Linked DNA regions of Mus musculus: region 2 is linked to region 1. The links are chromatin contacts, called in public Hi-C maps. All regions are on one chromosome and are shown on one strand. The core of a region is the stretch at or near the end of the contact, and the rest is flanking DNA. Distances in the headings are between cores, read along the strand shown.

What was found. A called contact is a pair of places that touch in the nucleus more often than the background predicts.
Region 2: a Hi-C map of cortical neurons shows a contact between it and region 1, with 2.7 times the contacts expected there. The contact joins the promoter of Mmp17 here to the enhancer-like site in region 1. A contact is called at or near these places in 1 of 39 promoter capture datasets (hippocampal neurons), 9 of 484 Hi-C or Micro-C datasets (CD4 T cells, cerebral cortex, cortical neurons and 3 more), 4 of 115 datasets of contacts at active chromatin or transcription factors (embryonic stem cells, memory CD8 T cells and neural progenitor cells) and 3 of 9 other capture datasets (adipose tissue, liver and pancreatic islet).

What each region holds. Positions count from the first base shown.
Region 1 is chr5:129,532,316-129,536,239 of GRCm38.p6, forward strand. The region is part of intron 7 of Sfswap (splicing factor SWAP); the gene reads left to right. Among named protein-coding and RNA genes, the nearest start is that of Sfswap, 33 kb to the left of the region's middle. Within about 2 kb of position 2,411, at least 69 of the 459 cell types and tissues checked have an H3K27ac peak or open chromatin away from gene starts, as enhancers often do. A contact at or near this core is called in adipose tissue, cerebral cortex, cortical neurons and 3 more, where this site is marked.
Region 2 is chr5:129,581,238-129,585,452 of GRCm38.p6, forward strand. It overlaps Mmp17 (matrix metallopeptidase 17), which reads left to right and starts at 2,932. Exons shown (of 10, transcript NM_011846.5): 1 at 2,932-3,211. The coding sequence starts at 3,056.

The DNA.
Region 1 (3,924 bases), core at 1,161-3,660:
TGAGTGGTAACGTTCCCATTTCTATCCCTTGAGTCTTGGATCCATGAATCCTGGCTATAGGAGAAACTACCATATTCTGAACACTGAATCGGAGCATTGTAGTCTTCTAGAGGACTCTGCCCCAGCCCTTCAGGCTACTGCTGCCTACTTGGCCATATAGCTGTGTCTTTAAAAAGCCATTCCATCATCTGGTCAAGCCAGCTGCTTTAGTTGTTGATCCCATGTATCATCCTCGCCTCGCCATTGTGACTCCTTTGTTCATGGGTCCATTGGGTAATGACAGGAATGGCCTTCCAGGAAAAGTTGACTTCTGTCTACAAAGCAAGCCATCCTGCTTGCTTGTTGACATTCTCCTTTGCTGATGTCACCATTTGATGAGCATTTACACAGGACACAAGTATCTTCACTTCATTTGAAGAGATCTGTTTATATTCCTCTTCCCCAAATGTCTATCTTACCAATTTTCCAATCATGTTCTTTCCAAGTCTGCAGCTGTTCATCCAAACTACTGGGCATGCCCTTTGTGTCAGTGTATAAATTGTACATCTGTCCAAATGAAATGTATATGGCCAGCAAGATGGCTTATTGAGTTAAAGGTGCTTGCTTGCCACCAAGCCTGACAACCTGAGTTCAATTCCCAGGACCAATATAGTAGAATGAGAGAACTATCTCCCACAGGTTGTCCTTTGACCTCAGTGCACACCAATAACATGCATGCATGCATAAAGAGAATAAAAATAATACTAAAAATATACAACTCTGCCCTGCCCAAAGTTGTGCCTACCACAGGATTTTCCTTCAGGGTTGTCCCAGAAAGGTGCTGTAATACTACAGTTAGCTATCCTCTTCTGGGGAATGGACTCTACATAGGGTAGCACTATTCATAAATCAGGCCTCACTTTTGTTCTCTTTAGTCGTCCAGTCACAGAACATGCCTCCTGACGCAGTGAGTTCATGGAGACAGAAGGCATTGTTGGAGTAGTTGGAACCATAGGCATTTGGGTAACTTCATCTATGACCTACTTGGGCTCAGTTACATAAATATTATCACTTCCGATTGATGTCGCTTTGCTGCTTTGCATGTCCAACTTTATGGCTTAGTAGGTAATGCCTAGCCTATGATGGGCAATTCAAGTCATGTGGTAATAGCCCATTGTCAGATTCTCAGGTTTCCACTAAGTCCCCATAGCAGGCCAAGAGCTCTCTCTCAAAATCATTGTCTGTGGGTGAGAGCAAGGCCTTGTTCCAAAGTTCCAAAGGCCTCCACTGTGATTCCCCTGTGCGGTCCTCAAAGGACCCAACCATTACCCCATGTAGCACTGACAACGCAGCAGTGCCATCAGGTTTGCTAGACCATGTGTTCCAAGTGGCACAGCAGCTGGATTGTTTCAGGGATTGTTGCTGTTATTTTGGACCCATTCCTGGTACCACAGTCTGTATTAGGCATGGTTCTCTTGACAAAAGAATAGAGTGTGTATGTTACAAGATGATTCACAGGACTGGCACAGACTGGTCTGGGTAGTGTCATAATAGCCATCTACCCACTGAAGGCTGAGAACCAAATATAGGTGCACAGTTCATAAGGCTGCTGGAGTCCCCACTGAAAGCCTAGGGGAGTACTGGGGAGTCATTGGTCTTCTCCCCCTGGGGCAAGGCCGAAGAGGCTGAGTCAGATGATGGATGGCAGCAGTAATAGGAGAACTGGGTGCACTTACAAGCAAAAAGCAGAGGTGGACCGGGCAGCAGTGCCTCTTCTTTTGGACCGCCTCTTCCTGTTTGATTTGCTGCAGAAAGGTGCCACCTACTCTGAGGGAGGGTCCTCTCCCCTCAGTTAATCCTTCCTGAAAATACCCTTACAGGCCTACCAGTCAAGATGAATCATCTTAAGTTCTAATAATGCCATCTTTCGAAGCCTGGGTGGCTGCTGCTGAAGCCAAAGACAGAAGCTGGTCCATCCGTCACTGTACACCTGTGTGTTAGCTGCTGGCAGCTGTTTTCCCAGTCTGCTACTCTAGTCTGGGGCTGTGTTGTCAGCCTCCAGCCTTAGGCTTTCCTGTGGCTTCTCCATCGCCCGACTGTACTAGCTCCTGTGTTTGTCTCTTTGGGGTTCTCATTTGTTTGCTGGGGCACATCCTTGTTACAACTTGTTACAAGAGACTATGCTGGAAGATACATTTTTTTATTTCAACCCTTAGATAGATAGTGGGAAGGACCTAGTATGATGTAGATGTGTTTTTCCCTCCAGTCTGGAGTGCTCTGTGCTATAACTTCCCAGCCCTTGCCCTCGGCTGATACTGCCTGTTCTCTCCTGTACAACTGGAGCATTCATGGAACAGTGTGTCCATGCCAGTGCTATGTCAGGAATGCTTGCACAGCCTTTCCATTTGGCACTGGCATGCTAGAGAACAAAACAGATGGGAAACAGGGAAGAGGCAGCAGGCTCTGCATCTGCAGTTTTGCTTTCCGTGGGATCCAGTCTGAGGATGTTCAATGGAAAATTCCAGAAATAAAGCAACTCAAAATTTTAAAATTGTGCACTGCTATAATGAGTTATATGATAAGATCTTGAACAGTCACAGACCTTCCCACCGGGACCGGAATTGTCCCCTTCGTCCAGCTGACCCAGCCTGTAGGCTAGTCTCCCTTCCACTAGTCACTTAGGAATTGTCCTCATGTGTTGTGGCTAGGGGTTTACATTCAAAAGACCCTTTTAAAGTCATCTGCCACTGCTATATCCTTGTGCCCAGGCCACCTAGTACCATCACAAATACACTGTTTCATCTTAAATTATACCAAGACGGGTGTGCACAGCACAGCAGGATGTTGGGTGAATAGCCTGCTCGCCTAACTTCTATTACTGTAGTAGTTTAACTCCATTAATCATTTCTGTGGTCACTCTTCCTGTGACTGCTTTGCAAGTTAAGCCTTTATGAGTATTTGTGTGTAATAAATAGCCATGCAGGGCTCAGTGCTGTTTACAATGGCAGATGTTCCCACAGCACAGTGGCTATACAGGGGTTTCCAACCAAGAATCCTAGGAAGGGATTGACCAAAGACTTAGAGAAAGCTGGCATGAGCTGGGATGATTCTCACAGAGGCCCCAGAAGAGGAGGAAGAAGGAGCTTGTGGGAACACCTCCCAGACAGAAGCTTGCTGAGCCAAGAGGCCCAGGAAATCTGACTGGAGGCATGACATTTCCTAGACCAGAGCTGTAGGACAGAAAGGGTGTAGATGAAAGCCCAATGCAGTTCTGGACACAGTTGGTTTGGAACATGAGTGACCTCTCCAGTTAAGAGTGCCGAGTGAAGAGTTCTTAGATGTAGCCCAGGACTGGAGACGGGAATAGAATGCAAGCCTTTAGCCTTGGGAAAGGCTGAGGGGTGCCTGTCAGCCAGCTAGAGGTGGGAAGGAGGTGGAAGGACATGGCATGAATGGTACAGGAGGGACTGAGGGCGTTGCCTGAATGGTACATAGCCTCAGAGCAGAGTCAGTGGCCCTGCATCTTCCTTCAGGGTGCAGCACCAGGGACGGCCAGGAAGGTGGCTCACTGCTGACTCTCAGAAGCTCTCAGCTTGTGACCTGTGAGTTTTTTAAACATGTCTCCTTTAATGTCGTAGTTGTGTCTTAGGAAAGTTTCAGGATCCTCAGCACATACCTGCTCAAGAGCTGAAGGCTCTGGAAGATGATTAGATAGGGCTGGAGTGTAGCTCTGTTGGTGGAGTAGCTGCCTAGCAAGCATAGGGCCCTGGGTGGTTAGGCAGATGGCACCAGCCTTGCTCTGGGTTATTGCACATGTAAGCTTGTGAATAGCTGGAAAAGTGCTTCCAGGTGTGCCTCCACGCTAGCAGCTCACCCTTCCTTCCATGTTACTGCCTAGATGGCCTGGGAACCTGGGGCACTTTCTCTGTTGCCTCGTTTGGTGTG
Region 2 (4,215 bases), core at 1,682-4,181, 49 kb after region 1:
TGGCCTGGCTCTGATTCAGCAGGTTGCCTGTTGGAAGCCAGGGTGGAGGTAAAGACTGCGTAGGAAGTGCTTTGGGATTTGGACTAGTGGTTCTCAACCTTCCTGATTCTGGGACCCTAGACCTCTGGCCTAGGGCAAAGCGCCATAGACTCACTGGCTATAAAGTGCCAGCTCCAGCCCTAACTGGTAGCACTACCCTGGGGTTGCTGTTTAATGACACATCATAGCCTCTGCCTCCCTGGTCATGGGGCCAACTCTGTTATAAACAATAATGTGGCGGCAGCAGGAGTAAGGAGGGACCCATGCTGAGGTGTCCCTCTGAGAAATCACGCCATGGGACAGACCTGATGTAAGGGAGGTTTATTTGGAATGGAGGGGAGGGGACTGAGGACCTGGAGAAGGAGTAGAGGCAGACAGAGCCACAGGGCAGAGAAAGCAGGGATAGAGAAGGACAGAAAGAGAGACTGGCCAGGAACACGTGAGAACAGAGAAGGGGGAGGGAAAAAGAGGGGGGGGGAGAGGAGTTAGACAGGAGATGGGGAGAGTGGGGAGAGACAGAGAAAGGGGCTGGGGTACTTCTCTTATATGCTGTCAGGTGATGAGAGCCATATGATGACCTAATCTGTTGCTCGGTCGCTGGGAAGAGTCTAGCAAAATTGTCTGTAAGCCAACAAACTCTCCTGTGGCTTCTCCCCTGTTCTTTCGTCTGCTCCTTTGGAGTTTTGTTAAAACCACTTCCAAAACTCTCGAGCCCAGTTGGCCTGCAGCTCACCATCCTCCTGCCTCTGCCTCCCCAAACGCTGGAGTTTCAAAGTCCTGCTACCATGTCCGGGCCTCCTCTGCTTCTATCAGATCACTTGACAGTGGATTTGGGGGTCACCTAGACAATCCCCAGTGAGCTTATCTCAAGTTTTTTTTTAACTCAATTATAACTACAAGGACCCCCATCCTAGCTGGGTATGGGAGAACACAGTTAAAATCCTAGCACTCGGGGGCTGAAGCAGGACACAGTTCTAAACAAACCAAAAAAGATTCCTATCCATCTAAGAGTATATCTGTAGTGTCAAGTAGACATTTACCAAACTATAGGAGACCTGGAAGAAACTCCCAGAGCCAGATAGGCAAAGGCAGGGCACCTTGGGAGGAGGTACCAGTTAGAATTGGCAGAGTCAAGGGGACAAGGGTCTGGAGCCAGAGCCCCTAGAGCCACCCATTCCTGAACCAGTTCTTTTGTCCCCAATTTGCTCCACATTTCTCTGAGATTTCCTTTCCACATAGGGACATCATTTAGGAGAGGCCCAGAGACCTCAGAACAGATAGAAGATGGGGCCACCCGAGCTTTGAAGCTGATCTCAGAGGGCCTACGAATGCAATACGTTTCTCTCTTCTTGTCTAACAGGAGAGCATCGATCTTCTCCCTAGGGACCGAACCGACCTTCCTTCTAATGCAGCATGAACTAATGTCATGCATTAATATTGTAAACCTGACGGGCTGTAGGATCTCCTAGGAAACAAGTCTCCCAGCACACCTGTGAGAGATTATCTAGATTAGGTTAGCCTCTGGACACGCCTCGAAGGGATTATCCAGATTAGGTTAATTGAGATAGGAAGACCCATTTTTAACTAACTGTGGGCAGTACTGTTCCACGGGTTGATAGGGAGTTTGTTCCACATAGCTAAACACCCGGGAGATGCTACTGTCTTGTGGCTGCGCACTCTCTGTCTCTAGGGCTTTCTCGTGTCAAGGTCCTAACCCCCGCCCTCCCACCCCCCAACCCACGGACCCATCTCAAGCTGGTGCAGAATCTAATCTTCTCCCCAAACCACCCAGACCCCCGAGAGCAACAGGGTATGGATAGACACCAGCTGGGAGTTGAGGGAGGGAACTTTGCCTTCAAAGCAGGGAGTCACCCACCCTCTCCTTTAGAGGCATCATCTAAACCTCAGTGTCCGCGTGCAAACAATAAATAGACTGTAATCCTAACGACACCGAGGGACTAGAGAAACCCGCGGGGAAGGGGCTGGAGACCCAGCCGCTGGGGCGGGGGCTTGGGGTGGGAGGGCGCTGGTTTTGAACTCTGTCCCTTGGCCCAGCCAGTTTCCACATTGTCACTCCACATTGTCTCCTACTTAGGTATTATTTTCTCTGGACCTCAGTTTCTTTGTGTACAAATTGGGAACTATGGTTTCCACTTCTTACGGGTTGCGAGAAAGAAAATTTCATCTGTAAAGTGCTGAGCGGGTGCCAGATCCCAGCTAATGTTTGCTATTCATAGCCTCCCGGCTCACGGAGATAGAACGGGTCCAGCCCGCCGGAAGCATGGGGGGTTCACTCCCCGCCCCTCAAAACAAAGTCTCTTTTTTCACACCTGATGCAGACCCTCAGCAGCAGAGGCTAGATGCTCCCTGGCGGACTAAGGGGAAAAGGTGCTCTGTGCCCAAGGCTCCATACAGGACTCAGGTGTGCTCTCGGCCTAGTCTCCCGTCCTAAGCCCCTACTCCCGCCCACGCTCACCCATCCCATCCCACCCCATGCCCCCGCTCCCTCCTACGCTCTCTTGTATCACACTAATCCCCTCCCCCACCTCCGATCTCTCAGAATCGGGGTGCTTACTCCCACTCGCCCCAAGACTCTGTGGCCCGCGGGCTCCCCCGTGTGCCCATCACGCGCGCTGCAGCGGTCTTTAGGTCCTAAGTGACCTGAAACTAAACCAAGGGTTCTAGCAGGCGACCAGGGGGCGCGTCCAGAGGACGGCAGAGAACTCTAGGACACTCGCAGCCCGATCCGCCGGCTCCCTGTCTGCAGCAGTGCTCCAGCCTTCGGGGTGGGCAAAGCTTCTGTGCCATTACCGGGTCCCGCCCGCGCGGGGGCCCCTTTAAGGGAGTGGGCGGGGCGATGTTTATTAGCATACATTAGCATGGCCCTGCCCCGGAGGCGGGCGGGCGCGCGGCTCAGTCCCGCGGAGCGGAGCGGTGCGGGCGCGGAGCCGAGCGAGGCGCGGAGCTGGCTGCTGGCGGGTGCGGGGACCCTCGCCACCCGACCTGGGAGAGCGGGATGGGACGCCGCCCGCGGGGACCTGGGTCCCCCCGGGGACCTGGCCCTCCACGCCCCGGGCCGGGGCTGCCACCACTGCTGCTTGTACTGGCGCTGGCGGCCCATGGGGGCTGCGCAGCGCCCGCGCCCCGCGCGGAGGACCTCAGCCTCGGGGTGGTGAGTGAACGACAGGGGCACGGGACCCTGGGCACTCGGGAGCCGAGTCCCCAGGCGCTCACGAGGTGCAAGGGAGAAGGGAGACTCGCCCTTGCTCCTTTCGGAGAGGTGCGCGAATCCCGGTGAGGCGGGGGTGTGGGGGGGAACCCATTTTTAAGACAGAGAAACTGAGGCTGGGGCTCGGGCTGCTCGAGGCTCACGCTTGCAGGTCTAGGAGGATGCCGGTCCCTTTCCCGCTCCGTGCAGTCGTGCGCCGCAGCCGCGGGCGCCCCGGGGAGGTGGTCGCCCAGCCGGAGCCTGGTCTCTGGTTAAAAGCAGCTCCACAGAGACCTCTGGCGGGGTGACCGGTGTCACAGACGCCCGGAGCGGTGCGCCCCGCGAGCTTCGCGGCCGGAGTGGGAGGTCAGGGGCGCGCACCCCAGGCCGGGGACGCGCCTGTGGGCGTCCGGAAAACCTGGGGTTCCCGAGTTTGCCCCGCTGACGATGTTAGAAGAGCCTCCCGCACGGCGAGCGTGCCGCGACCCCGTCTCCCTCCTCCACCGGAGCGATCGGCCTTGTCCCGCCGGTGCGGGTGACAACCTCTGCTGTGTCAAGCCCGCTGCCGTCCCCATCCCGCCAACTCCCACTGCCAGAGCTTAGCTAGGCACTCCAGCTTGGGGACCCGGGTACCGGCTTCTTCCCACCTCTTGCCCACCCTCCTGACTGAAGTCGGGTTTGGAAACCCGCAGGAGACCCGGAAGGTTTCGATCAGACTTTATGGCTCCGCAGGCCCGCGAAGCCCTCTGCAAAGGCGCGCGCGGTGACTAGAGCCCGCTTTCGAGGAGGAGGAGGAGGCCCCGGCCTGGGTTCCTTAGATCTGGAGACCCGGCCAGGCGCGGCTTCCTGATTGGCACAAGCCAGCCAATATCCTAATGGGGTCCTGGCAGAGTCCGCTTTCCACGGGCGGTTGGCAACGAGGACTCCTACACCTCAGGTCTAGGCAAGGTGTCATGGAGATTTCCTGC